Regions from separate parts of the Sus scrofa genome. Here all the other regions are linked to region 1. A link is a contact called in public HiChIP or PLAC-seq and promoter capture Hi-C data. All regions are on one chromosome and are shown on one strand. Each heading gives the region's core, a stretch centred on a gene start, on an enhancer-like site or on the middle of the called end of the contact. The rest is flanking DNA. Distances are from core to core; before and after follow the strand shown. Region 1 holds the start of ATP5S (ATP synthase subunit s, mitochondrial). Region 2 overlaps NIN (ninein). Region 3 holds the start of NEMF (nuclear export mediator factor NEMF).

Region 1 (3,270 bases), core at 270-2,769:
GTGGATACAAGAATCTACATACATATGCCATAGAAGTATTCAGAACTACATACATACATGTAAAACGAGGGGTACCTGAATAAGATCCATGGCCTGTGTCGATGTCATTTTCCTGGTTGTGATATTGTATGATCATTTTAGAAGATGTTATCACTTGACTGTTTCTTACAACTACATGGGAATCTACAATTAGCTCAAAATGAAAAATCGAACTAAAAACTATTTCTTTTTTTTTCATTTGTGATGAACGAGCAGGTAACATTCCACAATGTCTTCACAAATAAAGAAAATATGTACAACTGTCCAGGTGATAAAACCATTTAAACATAACAAAAGCCATCATTTTATTGAACACTTTTCTGTGCTAAACATCTGATAAGCCTTATATCATATAATCTGCAAAAAAAGCCCTATGAGGGAGAACTCCTAGTTCACAGAGGAGGTTCTGAGGCGAAGAGGTGAAATGACTTCCCCAAGCTACCTGATTAATAAGTGGAGCCAAATTCAGAGAGGTATCAAGCCCTTCCAGCAATAAGGCTACATCATTCTATTTTCGTTCCCTTCAGCTGTCCTGACCCTAAAGATTAAAAACTTCCATCAAGCATAGGGAGCATAGCGATAAACAGGCATAGCGATACAGAATCACGTAGTTTTACAAAGGTCTTTCAAAGATCACATAGTCCACTTCCTTCATTTTACAGATAAACAGATCTGAAGTGACCTGCACAGGTGAGTCGCTATTCTTAGCCCCGCACAGCATATTTAAAACTGTATCTCGGTCCAGGATTTAAGAAAAGGAAACAGATTGCTAAATAATTATAGAGACCAAGCCCTCTGGTTCACCAAGCCTCTTAATATTTAAAGGACCAATAAATGACTGAAAGAATGACGCGCTAGGAGGCCCATATATAGAAGTCCAGGAAACTGCAGGCTAACAGGCGTTGCCATGACAGACCCTCGGTTCGAATGAAGCTAGGGCGGGGCAGCGAGCGCCCCTACGTGGGTGGGAGACTGCGGTGCCCAGCAAAGGGCCTTGAGTGACGTGGAGAGGGGTTGAGAGGGGGTGGGGCCTCCGGTGCGGGGCGGGGCCTTGAGTGACGCGGGGCTGGGCTTCGAGAGTCGCAGACAGAGGGAGGTTGAGAAGGCGGGGCCTAGAAAAGGGAGGTTGTTGGGCCTGCCCAAACCAAAATTTTTTCCATAATCATCCCCCGACTTTCTCTCGCGGCCCCGAGTCCACTCGGCAGCGAAGTCGAGGACGCGAGAGTCGGCACGCCAGATTTTCAGTCTGCCCAGCTAGGGCAGAAGGGAAAAGGCAGAGCGTAACCACCCCCTAGTCCCGCCCCGCTCGGGGACTAGCTCCTTACTCACAGCGTCGAAGGGAGGGAGGGAGCGAGTGAGCGTCCCTGGCGTCTACGGTAGCGCCGGCCTGCCCTTCGCCCTTTGCCGCGCGCGCCCATTGGCCATTAATGGCGGCTCCCACGTGAGGCAAAGGCGCGCCTCTCATTGGCCCCTGCGCAAGAGGCGGGGCTAGACAGCACTGGGACTTGGGCAGTGCTGGGATCCAGGGCCGCTTCTGGGGCTTGAGGCAGGGTAGGAGTGGGGCACCGGTGATGGTGCCGGCGCTGCGTTACCTGGGCAGCGTCTACGGACGTGCCCGCGGGGCTTTCTCCGGAGGCTTCCTCGCTGCTGGCGCGCCCGCGCCAGGGAACCTCTGGCTGTTGTGCCAAGGTGGCCGCAGAGCCAGCACCAGGTGAGTAGCCGCTGGCCCGCCCCCGCCGCTTGCGCTGCTTCTCTCAGAAGTGCCTGGTGCTGGACCTCTGCCCTTGCTCTGTTTCCCTGTCCTAGGCGCGAGAGAAGGTCGAGATCTTGTGCAGCCCGGGCTCCAACCTCTGATCCCAGGAGCTACCTGCTGGAATCGTTCGTAGTGTCTGTGAGGAAAAGAGTAAGAAAGGCAGTGTTGAGTAGAGGTCAAGAATACTTGAGGCTTTGAATACAAATCCACCACCTCCTAGTCCACTCTGGGAGGGTTACTTAAGCTCCTTAAAGGCTCAGCTGTGAATAGGATCCTAGTCTATTGCGTAGGTGGTCGTTTGCGGGATTAAAGGACCTAGCACACTGTAAACAATCAAATAGGCTGTTTATTCGCTGGCCTCCATGGTTTTACTTGGAAGGTCTGAAACCGGTCTTAAATCAGTTCTTGGCACACACATGCTGCATAGAGTTGCCCCTGTGAGAAGCAGCTCAGTTAGTTGCTAGGCAAACCCTGCAGAATTCAGCATCCTGTGATTCGAAGTTTGGAGACTTTCTCTGCTATCTGTAGAGGGAATGGTTTATGCGAAGGTTTCAAAGCTGGAAAGTTCTTGGTTGTTGAGAGAACTAGAATGTGAGCAAGATCAGTGTGACTGGAGCTTAGAGGAACAGAGACCGTGTGGAGAGGGGCTGCACCACAGCAGGGTTTTTGTGTTAACTATGTATGAAACCTTGTTCTAAGACCGCTAGGAGTCTTTTAGAGGATTTCTAAGAAGTGATTAAATGTTGATGTTTCAAAAGTTGACTCTGGCTGCTATGTATTAGTAGATTGGAGAGGGGTTAGAGTGGAATAGGATTTAGTGATTCATCGTGTGGGTATGTAGACAGTTCTTTTAGGAACTTTTTCTTAAGAGAAGAAAAGTAAGGTGAGTGAAGTTTCATTTATACTTTTTATTTTGAGGTAATTAAAGATCCATAGGAAGTTTAAAAAGAGCAGAGAGTACTCATGTAGCCTTTTTCACCCAATTTACCCCAATAATAACATCTTACATAACTGTAATACAGTATCAAAACTAGGAAATTGACGTTGGTACAATCCATAGACCTTGTTCAGATTTCATCATTTAAATGCACTCATTTGTGTATTTGTGTGTGTTTCTATGCAGTTTAATCACATGTGTTAATTTGGGTAACTGCCACCACAATTAAGAAACAAATGTTCCATCAGTACAGAGATTTTGTTACCCACCCCTTTGTGTTCACACCTCATCTCTCCACCTTTTCTCACCATTGGCAACCACAAATTTTTAGCTCTATGGTTTGGTAATTTTGAGAATGTTATGTAAGTGGAATTACACAATACGTAACCTTTTGAGATTGGCTTTTTTCACACAGCGTAATATCCTTGCAATCAATCCAAGGTGTTGCCTGTGTTGATAGTGGGTTCCATTTAATTGTTGAGTAGCACTCTGTGGTGTTAGATGTATTACACTTTGCTTAACCAGTTGAATGGTATCTGGG
Region 2 (3,270 bases), core at 373-2,872, 460 kb before region 1:
TTCAGTGGTTTGAACCTCTAAATTATTGACAAAGAAATTTCTTAACTGATTTCTCATTGGTAAGGATTAGAGTTTTACTGTTGTGTTTTTTTACAGTGCCAGATACCAGTTTTTAAAAAGCATGCTTACAATCATGTTTTCCTTAGAGCTTAGTTATGTTCTGGATTGAATATTTTTGCTAAGGAATCACTCAAGAAATATAATCATCCAACTTTTAGACTATAAATTCAGTCCTCTGAGTTTGTATAACTTTCTGCTTTTTTGTAATACTTTCTGCTTTGAGAGGATAGAACTTGTGATTATCTTGAACTTGTTCTGATTTCTAGGCCTTGGATTTCAGCCTTGATGGAAATGTCAACTTGACAGAATTGACGCTGGCTCTTGAAAATGAGCTTTTGGTTACCAAGAACAACATTCACCAGGCGGCTCTGGCCAGCTTTAAGGCTGAGATCCGGCATTTGCTGTGAGTTGAACAGAAAGTTCACTTGTTCCATTCCCTTTCCTACTTGGGGAGCAAGCCATTCCCATACCTGTGACATACATGCTTCCAATCTGTACGCAAAGGAGGCTGATCTGTCTTCTCACTTGTGTGAGAACGAGGCAGAGCTTAGATTTGCATGTAGGCTTTTGAAGAGGGCTGTGGAATGTCTTTGTGCTTTGGACGGGTTTTGGTTGTCTTGGTTTTGTTTTTGTATTGAAGCAAGCCAGATGAGAGCTTTTTGGGTCTACCTGTTGCTTAGAAACAGTTTCCCTTATACTTGGTTAATATCTATTTCTAGGGAGCGAGTTGATCAAGTGGTCAGAGAAAAAGAGAAGCTACGGTCAGATCTGGACAAAGCTGAGAAGCTCAAGTCTCTAATGGCCTCAGAGGTGGATGATCACCATGCAGCCATAGAGCGGCGGAATGAGTACAACCTCAGGTGTGACGGTAGGGCCAGGTCCCTTCTTTCCCATCACCCTGGCCCAGGGCAGTGGGGCTCAGCCAGCCTGCCTGCCTCCTTGGCCACTCCCGGCTGGAATGACTTGGGTGTGGCCAAGCCTGAAGGAAAACAGGACTCCCTAGACACTTTAATCAAGGAGTTTCCCATCTCTGTGACTCTGTGTTTCCATTCTTGGTGGACCCACATAGGCATCTCTGAGGGATTTGGTGGCAGCTTGTCAGTCTTTCTTCCTCACAGGAAACTGGATGAAGAGTACAAAGAGCGAATAGCAGCCTTAAAGAACGAGCTGCGAAAGGAGAGAGAGCAGATTCTGCAGCAGGTGGGCAAGCAGCGTTTGGAACTTGAACAGGAAATTGAAAAAGCAAAAACAGAAGAAAATTACATCCGGGACCGCCTTGCCCTCTCTTTAAAGGTAATTATCCAATTGGTTCTGTGGTCCGTGTCCCTGCTGGGAATACCACATGGAAAACCACAGGTCTGCCCTGGGTTTCTCGGTCTGCCTGGCTGGGTCATGACCCAGACATGGTAGAGCCCCCACTGGGATCTAGTTTTCAGGGGTGTCCAAGCTTCTGGTTTGCCAACAGCATGTCTTGTTCTTACTCCTTGAAGTTGCACTGGGTTCTCAGGGCTGTTTGGCACTTGGCTGTGGCTCTCTCCCTTCCTTGTGCCCTCCAACTTCCTCATTCTCAGCTGGCTTTATTTCCTGCCACACAGAGGCCATCAGCTTTCTTTCTCTGCTTCCAGATGTATTGTTGCCCTTATCCATTCTCCTCTCCTTCCCTGTGCCTCAGCAGAGGAAGTGATCCTTCCCTTTATTAGACTCTGACACCTGATCATATGGTACAGTGTCGTCTGGAGATGAAGAGTAGTCAGGGTTAGGGGGAGGTCTGGACTCAAGACTGTCTGGTTCCAATCTGGATACCAGTACTTACAGAAAACCTTGATCAAGGTCTCATCATTCTATGCTGTAAGTCATAGAAGCTAAGTCCTCAGTCAACCTCACTTATCAGTTTCTGAGTCCTGTTGATGGTTTGAAATGCTTCTGAGATTTATCCCATCTCTCCATGTCCACAGCTTCTGAATAGATTACTTCATTATGATTTCTCAGCTAACTTATCCGAACCCCCCCTTTGTTTTTTTTTGTTTTTTTTTTTTTTGCATCTATGCAATGTCCATATCGCCACCAGAGTTACTTACTAAAGAACACGGTACCCTTTGTAAAAGCACAACATGGCAGCACTGAAGGGCCTTGAAGAGGGGCCTGTCCTCATACCTTTCTAACCTTGGGTCCTGCCAGCAACTCTCAGTGCCTTGCCACCACCCCTGCTGCACCTGCCAGCAGCTGTCTCAGTTCCTCAATGGGCTTTTAGGTTCCTTCACTGCTTTTTCCAACACTGCAGGCCAAATGACTTTTTTGTTGCTATTACACTTAGTTTTTTTCTTGCCAGAAGATAGCACATTTTCTGTCACCTCACAGATTGTTGTATCCACATCTGTCTTCTCTGCCATGGTCCTGACTGTGTGTTCCCTGTGGTTGGCAACGGAATCTGATTTGTCAGTTTCCAGAGCATCAACAAAGGCCTGATGCACAGGGATTGCTCTTGATTGTTTTAACATCAAATTTAGACATACTTTGAAATATTAGAATTGTAGATTTGGCATTTTGGGAGAAGGTAGTTTTCTGGGAAAAAAAAACACTTCAAGCACATTCTTTTTCAATCCATGTTTCTGTGTGAGGGTGTGAATAAGACTGTATTAAAAATATATTGGGCTCTATATTCTTTTGGCAAAATATACTTCAGAAACAAAATTCTTCCAGTCAGCCTTTAGTATTGGAATAGAAAGTATGTGAAATGACACATCCATGTGGTTTTGTTTTGTTTTTTTAATGTGGGTAAAAAGCTAAAAGGTATTTTATATACAGAGGAAAAAAAGCCATCTTTAGTGTACTTCAGTTGATATTATAAAAACTTAAACATACACATTATAAAAAACATGCATGTGTAGTTTTTACATCTTTAAACAAAAATAAAACTATAAATTACATATTAACCATTGGTATCATCACTAAATGAAAATTATTAGAGTTATTTTACTTTTTATAGTTTTTCTGAGTTCTCTTTTGCTGTCAGATGAATAAAGTATTCGTCAACCAGTTTTCTTTCATTTGACAATCTATTAAAATGTTTTTCATGTCCTTAAATTTTCTGCTGCAATGCCGTTTAACAGAAATATAATGCAAGCCATATATACAATTTCAAATTTTCAAACAGCCATATTAAAAGGTAAAAAGAAAGGAGTTCCCGTTGTGGCTCAGTGGTTAACAAGT
Region 3 (3,270 bases), core at 217-2,716, 400 kb after region 1:
GGCTGACCCATATATAACTTAAATTAGTATCCTGCTCCTATCCTGGGAGTTTTGCTATGAAGTCTTTCAGTTTTTGTATATAGAGAAGTATCTGAGAGAGTTCCCTGATGGTGCAGTGGGTTAAGGATCTGGCATTTGTCACTGTGGTGTGGGTTCCATCCCTGGCCCCCTGGAACTTCTGCATCTAAGTTTTGTCCCTTTCAATGTGGAGTTTACACATGTATTGCATTTTATGCAAAATATTTAGGCATTCTTTGGGGAATGCCTTTACTGTCAATATAAGAACTTTAGTATTGTTTATGTACAGTTAGACCTGTCGCTTTTACGGTTTTGGCTACAGTCTATCCTAAACCCTCCAAATAGCTTATTTCATATCTTGAGCTATTCTGCATGATTTACTGTGCCATTTGATGCAGTAGTGCTGCGCTATATGTGTTACAGCAGCCTCTTGGAGTCTGCAATTCCTGGTTTCTTTTGAAATGCTGAACGCGCCCTTTTAACTTAAGAGTCGCCGTCTACTGGTGAGAATTTTGCTGCTCACGACACTCAGTCTGTAGGCTCTAGAATCCTCCTAGGTCCAGATTTCTTGCCGGGCGCGGTGGCGCGCGCCTGTAATCCCAGCTACTCGGGAGGCTGAGGCTGGAGGATCGCTTGAGCCCAGGAGTTCTGGGCTGCAGTGCGCTATGCCGATCGGGTGTCCGCACTAAGTTCGGCATCAATATGGTGACCTCCCGGGAGTGGGGGACCACCAGGTTGCCTAAGGAGGGGTGAACCGGCCCAGGTCGGAAACGGAGCAGGTCAAAACTCCCGTGCTGATCAGTAGTGGGATCGCGCCTGTGAATAGCCACTGTACTCCAGCCTGGGCAACATAGCGAGACCCTGTCTCTTTTGAGTTCTTATCTTAAAATTGCTTTCTTCCCAAGTATTTATTACAGTGCAAAAACAAAAAACCATTCTTGCACGACCCTTGAAACCCCTTTGGCGGGGCAACCTTGTCTTATTTTTATTTTTATCTTATTTCACCATTATCTAGCGAAATATTTGAATATTTTGATTGCCGATCATTTATGGAACCCCTATTGTATACCAGGTACTACGCTGAGACCCCCTGCTGAGTCCCAAAAGGGGATTCCCAACAGTTAGATTGGATGAGAATCCCACAATAATGGCAAAATGGTCTTTGGAGAGCAAGACTCATCAAAAAAGGAACTCCTTATTGAGAGTTGGTTTGCTTTGATCATTGAGGGCGCCTGTAGGGCAAATGAAATAATCCACTTCGGTTAAATTTCAAAACAGTAAGCTGCAGGAAAAGGGGTCCTCCTGGCTTTGATACACAGAGCCTCACTACCCGCCTGGGGAAATGCTTCCAGTACTCCTCTCATAAATTGTTACGACCAGCAGGGGTCACTATGGAGGCTGGTTTGAGTCCCGAAACACAAGGGGGCAAAGTCACTAAACTAGTCCGTAAGCTTTTCAGGAAAGAATGCAGTTTCAAGAGAACAGTTTGGATCTATTTCGAGTGGTTTTGGTGCGAAAACCAGCAACGAAAAACAAATTGATGACGGCCTGACACTCAAACACTTCACTAAAGCGATGCAAACACGTTCGCTTCAAGGAATATTGGCCCTTCTGCGCGGCCGTAGATCCGCCAAGTGCGCCTGCGCATAAGAGTAGCGGCGTCGAGTCAGGCCGGCAGTGGAGGAAGCTGCAGAATCTTCTCTCGTACCTCGCCATGAAGACTCGCTTTAGCACTATTGACCTCTGCGCGGTACTAGCCGAGCTGAATGCCAGGTACTGTACGATAGGTGACCAGGCTCGTGCGGGGAGTGCAGGAGGCAGAGTCGCAGCCCCACGGTGGAGACAAGACTGGCCTGGTGTTTCCCCTCGGTCCCCCCAGTGCAGCCCTTTATGGACCTGGTTAGGCCTGAGTGGGCGAGCGCGTGACATCTTTCCCGGGCCCTCAGGATACCCGGGCGGGGGGGACCCGGGGGACCCCAGCAGCTGAGTGCCTCATGTGCTGCTAGTCTTGCCAGGTCTTAAGTCAGCTTCTGGCGGGTTCACGTCTTACTGTCCTGAGTCGCCTGGGTCTGGCAGCTACGTTTAGTGAAAACCGACACGCCAGTTGGACGCCAGGACGCCAGAGTAGTCATTTGCTCCAGAGGTTTCCAGACCCGACCCTTAGTTTGTTAGACTCTCTTCCTCATCCCAAAGACAGACCAGTATCGCCGTTTTAGCTGGAGGTAGCAGATTCGCGTGAGATTTGGCGTCTAGTCTGGTCTCTATTATTCACCTGTCATATTTGAGCTTTGTCATATTTCCCAGGGTCTTGTTTGCGTTTTTTCTTTTAAAATAAATTAAGTGGAATCGATTTACTATATTTCCTTAGAAAATGTTGGATCATTTTAAAGACTCAATGCGTTGTATGGTATTCCTAGAGCTGATAAGCCATTTTTGTTCTAAAGTAGTTAAATTCAAGTTTTGAGCTGAGTGCCTGATGGCGTTCAGATTGTGCTCCCTGTTTGAGTCCCTGTCTTTAGAGTCGAAGATCTCCTTTTTCGAAGACTCTACTTCCGCCTACAGATTTAAATTGTGTGAGGTTTTATGTTTCAAGTGGTACTATGATTTGTTATATGTTTCCTTTCTTTTTGCAGCTTGCTAGGAATGAGAGTAAACAATGTTTACGATGTGGATAATAAGACATATCTTATTCGTCTTCAAAAGTAAGAGCATTTTGTAGGCTTATTAGATGTTTTGTAATTAAATATGAGATTTTTTTTTTAAACATGAGTTAGCGCTGGCAAATGCCCTAAAGAAAATTTTGACTTTTTCCTTCTACAGACCAGACTTTAAAGCTACACTTTTACTTGAATCTGGCATACGAATTCACACGACAGAATTTGAGTGGCCTAAGAATATGATGCCATCTAGCTTTGCCATGAAGGTAAATTTTAAGTTATACTAGAAGCAAAATCTTAAGGCCCTGAGATTGGTCACTGACCATTGAAGTTTTAAACTTTAGTTTTTATTCACTGTTATGAATAAAATAGAGATAAAGGTAGAGTAGTTGATAGATACTAGATGAATAAAGGATATGTTTATTAATGTGTCCCTTTTACTCTTTACATCCCATTGTGCTCCACATCTTTCTGTCCCCACAGTTGCTGTTCTAATGAAAGCTTTTTTAACACTGGACATAAGAGTCCCTTACCTCTACTACACTTCTCACTATCAAAACAGTTCTGTTTTAGACCAGCATCAATTGTTCTAGAG

The links. Promoter capture Hi-C pulls out the DNA fragments that hold promoters and counts their contacts. HiChIP or PLAC-seq counts read pairs in DNA pulled down with a chosen protein or histone mark.
Region 2: an H3K27ac HiChIP or PLAC-seq map of alveolar macrophages shows a contact between it and region 1. The contact joins the enhancer-like site here to the promoter of ATP5S in region 1. A contact is called at or near these places in 8 of 47 Hi-C or Micro-C datasets (alveolar macrophages, embryonic fibroblasts, fetal heart ventricle and 5 more) and 2 of 2 datasets of contacts at active chromatin or transcription factors (alveolar macrophages and skeletal muscle).
Region 3: a contact with region 1 is called in a promoter capture Hi-C map of fetal liver, with 2.4 times the contacts expected there. The contact joins the promoter of NEMF here to the promoter of ATP5S in region 1. A contact is called at or near these places in 1 of 5 promoter capture datasets (fetal liver), 9 of 47 Hi-C or Micro-C datasets (embryonic fibroblasts, epiblast stem cells, heart right ventricle and 4 more) and 2 of 2 datasets of contacts at active chromatin or transcription factors (alveolar macrophages and skeletal muscle).

The regions. Positions count from the first base shown.
Region 1 is chr1:180,067,406-180,070,675 of Sscrofa11.1, reverse strand. ATP5S (ATP synthase subunit s, mitochondrial) reads right to left here and starts at 1,519. Exons shown (of 5, transcript XM_013993389.2): 1 at 1,369-1,519. The coding sequence starts at 1,504. It overlaps L2HGDH (L-2-hydroxyglutarate dehydrogenase, mitochondrial), which reads left to right and starts at 1,508. Exons shown (of 10, transcript XM_001926818.5): 1 at 1,508-1,750. The coding sequence starts at 1,611.
Region 2 is chr1:180,527,188-180,530,457 of Sscrofa11.1, reverse strand. NIN (ninein) reads left to right here. Exons shown (of 34, transcript XR_002346861.1): 13 at 327-463; 14 at 780-920; 15 at 1,179-1,353. Among named protein-coding and RNA genes, the nearest start is that of NIN, 93 kb to the left of the region's middle. Within about 2 kb of position 1,622, at least 4 of the 83 cell types and tissues checked have an H3K27ac peak or open chromatin away from gene starts, as enhancers often do. A contact at or near this core is called in alveolar macrophages, where this site is marked.
Region 3 is chr1:179,669,421-179,672,690 of Sscrofa11.1, reverse strand. NEMF (nuclear export mediator factor NEMF) reads left to right here and starts at 1,466. Exons shown (of 33, transcript XM_001924630.5): 1 at 1,466-1,791; 2 at 2,652-2,720; 3 at 2,839-2,941. The coding sequence starts at 1,733.